Linked DNA regions of Ovis canadensis: region 1 is linked to region 2. A link is a contact called in public Hi-C data. All regions are on one chromosome and are shown on one strand. The core of a region is the stretch at or near the end of the contact, and the rest is flanking DNA. Distances in the headings are between cores, read along the strand shown. Region 1 has its middle 7.6 kb from the start of TRNAM-CAU. Region 2 holds the start of VPS36 (vacuolar protein sorting 36 homolog).

The links. A called contact is a pair of places that touch in the nucleus more often than the background predicts.
Region 1: a contact with region 2 is called in a Hi-C map of fibroblasts, with 6 times the contacts expected there. The contact joins the enhancer-like site here to the promoter of VPS36 in region 2. A contact is called at or near these places in 2 of 2 Hi-C or Micro-C datasets (fibroblasts and lung).

What each region holds. Positions count from the first base shown.
Region 1 is chr10:35,983,633-35,987,363 of ARS-UI_OviCan_v2, reverse strand. No RefSeq gene overlaps it. Among named protein-coding and RNA genes, the nearest start is that of TRNAM-CAU, 7.6 kb to the left of the region's middle. Within about 2 kb of position 2,428, the one cell type or tissue checked has open chromatin away from gene starts, as enhancers often do. A contact at or near this core is called in fibroblasts, where this site is marked.
Region 2 is chr10:35,895,892-35,899,279 of ARS-UI_OviCan_v2, reverse strand. VPS36 (vacuolar protein sorting 36 homolog) reads right to left here and starts at 1,954. Exons shown (of 14, transcript XM_069601474.1): 1 at 1,703-1,954. The coding sequence starts at 1,798.

The sequences.
Region 1 (3,731 bases), core at 1,179-3,678, 88 kb before region 2:
GGCTGGATTCAATCCCTGGTCAGGGAACTAGGTCCCACATGCTGCAACTGAGACCCAGCACAGCCAAATAAAGAAACTGAAAATTTAAAAACATAGTCTTTAGAAAAAGAAACGAAGAAAATAATGAAGTACTCAAACCAGCAACATAGTCCCACAAGCAACATAACCCCACAATGATGAGGCATGACAAAAGGATATATGAGCCAACCTAAAGGACACCCCAGTGGCCAAAAGTTGGAACAATTTGAGCAACAAAGTAAATAATGATAACACTGGGTTATGATCCACAGAATAAAATAAATATCCATCCAGCTATTAGTACAAAGATATCTCTATTTCCATCTGTCTATAACAAAATCACTATTAGGTAAACATTATAATAATAATTGTTGCAGGTAGCATCCACTGCTGCTGCTGCTGCTACTAAGTTGCTTCAGTCGTGTCCGACTCTGTGCGACCCCATGGACAGCAGCCCTCCAGGCTCTTCTGTCCACAGGATTCTCCAGGCAAGAACACTGGAGTGGCTTGCCATTTCCTTCTCCAACTGATAAATACTAAAATCTATAGGTGAAAGTTTGAGGAAAATTAGGATATTAGCATCATCTCAATGTAACTCCACTAAGATATTCATCAATTACAAAGGGGAAAATAATAAGAGTAGCGAAACCTGACAGATACCATCTCAACCAAGTGATCAAGGATAATATCACCAGTAACAGGACATACCAATGTTGTATATTTTCCAATATAATGTACTGAGAAGGACACTTTGCCTCATGCATAAACTCGGTCTAATGGTGAGGAAACATTAGACAAACCCCAAATGAATGACATTCTACAAAATATCTGGCCAGTACTATTCAACAGTGTCAAGGTCATGGAAGACAAAGATTGAGGAGTTCTCCCTCACTGGAAGAAACTAAGGAGGTATAATAATTCAGTGCAATGTGAGATTCTGAATTGGATCCCAGAATGACAAAGAGAGGCTAGGGGGGAAAATGATGAAATTCAAAGGTCTGTAGTTTAATTAATAGTACTGTAACAGTGTTTTCTGATTTTGATCACTGAACTGTGGTTGTCTGTTAACATTAAGAGGGGGTTAGAGGAAGGTAGCAGAGAAGGCAATGGCACCCCACTCCAGTACTCTTGCCTGGAAAATCCCATGGACGGAGGAGCCTGGTAGGCTGCAGTCCATGGGGTCGCTAACAGTAGGACACGACTGAGCGACTTCACTTTCATGCATTGGAGAAGGAAATGGCAACCCACTCCAGTGTTCTTGCCTGGAGAATCCTAGGGATGGGGGAGCCTGGTGGGCTGCTGTCTATGGGGTCGCACAGAGTTGGACGCGACTGAAGCAACTTAGCAGCAGCAGCAGCAGAGGAAGGTAGATTTGAATTTTTTTCTAAAAATCTAAAATTTTTTTAAAATTAAAAAATTTTTAACACCTTGGGTCAAATCTCAACAACAGAATTTATTAGTTCTATGACCTTTCTGGGCCTCATTTTTCTTACTAATAACAGGGAGTTAGGAAGGATGATCCCTAAGCCCATTCTGGAAAGTGAAGTGAAAGTGAAAGTCGTGTCAGACTCATTGTGACCCCTGGAGTGGGTAGCTGTTCTCTTCTCCAGGGGATCTTCCCAACCCAGAGATTGAACCCAGGTCTCCCACACTGCAGCTGAGCCACAAGGAAAGCCCAAGAATACTGGAGTGGGTAGCCCACCCTCTCTCCAGCAGATCTTCCCAGCCCAGGAATAAAACTGGGGTCTCCTGCTTTGCAGGTGGATCTTCACCAACTGAGCTACCAGGGAAGCTCATTCTGAAGAACAGCAGAATCGCTTTCTTGCCCACAGTGTTTGACTTGCTTTACTTCTGCAGACCACGTGCAGCGGATGTTGAAAGTGGGGAATCTTGAAAACAGTCGTGAAATAATAATTGCAGATAATTCCTCTTTGCAGTTCAAGTGGCCAGTTTAAGGCAGAATGATACAGGACTGGAGAATTGTTCCCAGCTCATTAGGGTTTAGAAGCTGCTTCAATAGAGATCATGCCAAGAGGAAACTTACTCACTCAAAGGTACTGCTAGAGAAAGAGAGTTTTAGTTTTAGTCCAGAAGAAAACATAGAAAAATAGAATATTAGCTGTTGAAGAGTAAAGGAATTATGAGAAGTCACTTTGTTTCAAAGTTTCCTTAATGTCACCATTGTCTTTTTAGAATTAAAGATACATCTGCCAAAATTTTTTTCTTAGTTCTTGTACTTGTAATGGATAAACATACTGTTGAAACTTGCCATCTCTCTAATCCCAGCATCTTGGAAGAATGTCCTAGGAATGCTTTGGTAGTTAAAATACAAATCAACTTGGCAGTGTTCATTTCCCCTGATACCCTCCCACACACCCACACATGCATTTCTCTTGACCACTAGGACATTCCAGCTCTCTCCTTCCAACAGCATCTGCCTCCTCGCTCTCATTCTCCTGCGGGCCCTTCATCCCTGAGAACACACGGCATTCTATCCAGGCATGAATCTGAACTCAAGATGTTGTTGTTTAGTTGCTCAGTTCAGTTCAGTCACTCAGTTGTGTCCGACTCTTTGCGACCCCATGGACTGGAACACGCCAGGCTCCTTGGTCCATGGGATTTCCCACCCAAGAATAGTTCTTCTCCAGGGATCTTCCTGAACCAGGGATTGAACCTACATCTCCTGCATTGCCAGGCAAATTCTTTACTGCTGAACCACCAGGGAAGCCCAAGGATACGACAACTCAAACTAGGCAAGATCCCTCTTTTATTATACTTTCCAAGTTCAGCAAGGTTTTCTTTAGTCGCTGACAGTCAGAAATTTCCGTCTTATTTATCTACCTTTTTCTTTCACCATTTCAAAGTTCTACTCATCCAGGGTCTTTCTCAATCGAACAAAAGCCAATTGTTTTTGTACACTTTCTAAGTGTTATAGGAAGTTGAGTTTTAAGTTTACTGGAAATTTTCTGCAATCAAATCTCTGTAGAATATGAATTACCCAGAAAACTCTCCAGGAGCCCATTTAGAATTATTTACTTTCAGAAAAACTAGCAAGACCTTCTCATGAGTCTTACCCTATGGGGTTTTCATAACCAGATGGCCCACAGAAAATGCATGTTTGCAGTATTACTCAGCATCCTTATAGGGTAAGAAAGCTCCATGTTGGTGATAAAGGTGTTAAATCAGAGCTTATTGGGATTACATGACCCCTTTCAGTTGCCTGGGACTCCGCCTGGTTGTGTAATAATAGCCATCTACCCAAAGGCAGCTCCTTTGCCACCAGTCCTGGTTCTACCAGGGACTGGCTTTCATCCCAGACTGGATTAATCTGGCTATTTGAAGATTTATCCCTTCATGCACCAAAACAGAAATATGATTTAAATTGTTCTCTATGAAATGTTCATGTATTTACCCTTCTTTGCTTTTAAAATAGAAGATCAGTTCAGTTCAGTTCAGTCGCTCAGTCATCTCCGACTGTTTGCGACCCCTTGGACTGCAGCACGCTTGGCCTCCCTGTGCATCACCAACTCCTGGAATTTACTCAGACTCATGTCCATTGAGTCGGTGATGCCATCCAACCATCTCATTCTCTGTTGTCCCCTTCTCCTCCTGCCTTCAATCTTTCCCGGCATCACGGTTTTTTCAAATGAGTCAGTTCTTCGCATTAGGTGGCCAAAGTATTGGAGTTTCAGCTTCAACATCAGACCTTCCAA
Region 2 (3,388 bases), core at 705-3,204:
GGTGATCTGCAAAAGCAAGACTGCTGTCAGAGGGTGACTTTGGAGCTGTGTTTGAAAACCAGTTGTGTGGGGAACTTCCAGTCCCCTGAGGAAGGGGACGTTGATTAAGCTTCCCAGTCACCACAGTTCCAAACGTGGAAACTTGGTTTACAAAAACAGACATTTAGCTAATCATGCCAAGCAAAAGATGCAAACCCAATTTGAGATCAAGTTCATAAAAGTATTGAAGCAGTAAAAAGAGCTGTTGTTTAGTTCCATAACCCGTGTCCGCCTCTTCGACCCCAGGGACTGTAGCCCACCAGGCTCCTCTGTCCATGGGATCCTCCAGGCAAGAATACTGGAGAGGGTAGCCATTCCCTTCTCTGGGAGAATCTTTCTGACCCAGGGATTGAACCCATGTTTCCTGCCTTAGCAGGCAGATTCTTAACCAGCTGAGCCATGGAGGAAGCCAGGAAACAGTTGCTGCTGCTGCTGCTGCTAAGTCGCTTCAGTCGACCGACTCTGTGCAACCCCATAGATGGCAGCCCACCAGGCTCCCCCGTCCCTGGGAGTCTCCAGGCAAGAACACTAGAGTGGGTTGCCATTTCCTCCAATGCATGAAAGTGGAAAGTGAAAGTGAAGTTGCTCAGTCGTGTTGGGCTCTTAGCGACCCCATGGACTGCAGCCCACCAGGCTCCTCCGTCCATGGGATTTTCCGAGCAAGAGTACTGGAGTGGGGTGCCAATGCCTTCTCCGAAAGAGAGTTTGTAAGTCCAAACAAAAGAAAAGATCTCGACCCAATAATGGAAACATGCAAAAATGCCCTCGAGGAGGCAGGGCACCAGGGTCCCCAGGCATGTCAGCGGTGCCTGGGTGGCTGTGTAAGCCCCGCCCTGGAAGGAAGGAGGCCTCAAGCTACTCTCAAGTACAGACAGGAAAAGCTCTGGGTCAGGCAACGAGTTCCAAAGTACAGGAGGAAGTTTCTCTCTAAGGAAACTGCAAGGAAGGACAAGGTAGCAAGTGAAAACTTCTGGAAACTAAAAATGCCGATAAACAATTTTTTCCCCCTAATTCCAGCTCATACATTTCATTCAGAACAGGATGATCGTTCGTAGTATGACGGTAGTCTCCAGTGAATGTTAACGTGTCCGTGAAACACAGGTAATATTTCTCCTTGCCATCTGCAAACACAGCTCTTTATGGTTTACGTTTGGATTACCAGGCACGGCCTGTTCCATCACTCGACAAAACAATCAAACCTCCTCTGCCGGACCACGAGCAATCCACACACACAGAGCCTCTGGCCGAGGCGTCCCAGGAGAGGCGGGCTTTTCTCTTCGGAAATCCTTTCGGTTCGCCCCGCTCCCGCTCCGGCCAGGACCGCCCTGTCCCCCCGGTTCCCCCAGGTCCCGGCGCCCGAAGCCACGCCCAGTTCGGGAGCGCTGCACCCGGCGGCCTCGGGACAAAGGCGGAACCGGCCTGCCCGGCGCGATCGGGGGCGAGGACTCGGGGTTCCCTGCCCGCGTCCGCCGTGCCGCCCGGAGCGGGGGTCTCTGCCCGGGCTGGGAGAGGGGCGCCGCCCGCGCGCTCCCTCCGGGAGCCGTTCCCGGGTCGGGCCGGAGCCCGGCGCCGGGCGGGCGTGGACAGCGGGGGCGGCGCCGATCGGCGAGGCCAGCCGGGGAGCTGGGGTCGCGGAGCGAGGCCCGGCCGGCCGCAGCCCTACCTTCTCCTCGCCGTCGTAGATGCGCACCCCCCGCTGCTGGATCACCAGCGTCTCGTTGATCTCCAGGAGGCCGCTGGTCCACACGAAGCGGTCCATGGCCGCCGCCTGGCCGGCCTCCGCCGCTCGCCCGCGCTGGCGCTCCGGGACGGCGAGCCGAGCCGCCGGGCAGCCTGCGGCGCCCCCTGGCGGCGGGCGGGGCGGAGGCCGGCAGGGAGGGAGCTGTCTGGCCTCGGAGCCCTGCGGAGCGCGCGCGGCCGCGGGGCGCCCGGGGACGTGGAGACGTGCTTGGTGCGCCCTCTGGCGGTCCATCGGCCACAGTCCCAATGGGGACGTCCACCCTATCCTTTGTTCAGTCGCTCCGTCGTGTCGGACTCTGCGACCCCATGGACTGCAGCACACCAGGCTTCCCTGTCCTTCACCATCTCCCGGAGCTTGCTCAAACTCGTGTCCATCGAGTCAGTGATGCCATCCAACCATCTCGTCCTCTGTCGTCCCCTTCTCCTGCCTTGAATCTCTCCCAGCATCAGGGTCTTTTCTAATGAGTCGGCTCTTTGGCTCTTCGCAGCCGGTGGTCAAAGTATTGGAGCTTCAGCTTCAGTCCTTCCAATGAATATTCACGATTGACTTCCTTTAGGATTGACTGGCTTGATCTCCTTGCAGTCCAAGAGACCCTCAAGAGTCTTTGTCCTCAGCCGCAAACCCAGAGATTACAAGAGACTTTTAGGGAGCCTAGAACGCAGCTTGGACTTTCTGATTGTACACTATTCCTGCATATTTGTGCCCTTTTCTTGTCACTTCCCAGCATGCTGCCGCGTTCATTAAAGCCTGTCATTGAATACTTTTTTCCCAGATGAATATTTATGACTGATTTGTTTTCACACAGCTTCAATCAATATGTAAGTACTATTTTGTAAAAAAAAAAAAAGTACTATTTTCTGCCCCACTTTTTTTCCAATTAAAATCCTTTTCATTTAAACATTTCCAGTATTAACACAGACTTCACAAATTTACTCTAGATAGTATTTCAGGACTATATAGATCTATTATAATTTACCTGTGGATGGGTCTCTGCAAACCAGTGCCTGACTGCCACTCCCACCTGCTGGGCCTTGGCTGCTGTCCCTTTCATTTCTTTCTCTACCTTGCGTTATAAATGAAGCACCTGTATTTGTCCTTCTACAACTGATATGTATTTTCCCCTTTAGGATTATTTGCTTAGAGTGTCTTCCCAAAGTAGGATGACTGCTTTTAAGAGTTTGAACCCATGTTTTGCAAACCTGCTACATATTGGGAACTTATTGAGGCAGAACGTAGTGCCACCAGCAAATTGTTCTTCATCCAAGCCAAGTTACCCTGGCTACATTAGATGTTATAATTTTTTTTTTTTGCCACTTGACAATTATTATTTTAATTTACTTTAATTGGAGGATAATTACTTTACAATATCATATTGGTTTTGGCCATATATCCACATGAATCGGCCAAGGGATAGATGTGACCCCCACATCCTGAACCCCCTCCACCCAACTCCCCTCTATTCTTTTTTCCTATTTTCACTTACCAATGAGACAATTTCTCAATACCTTTGAATCAAAAGAAGATCTTCATCCTGAAGGGTGGCTAACACTGTGGACAACTCCTGCTCAGGAGCTGGGGAATATTCATTTACACCGAAGCATACAGGTC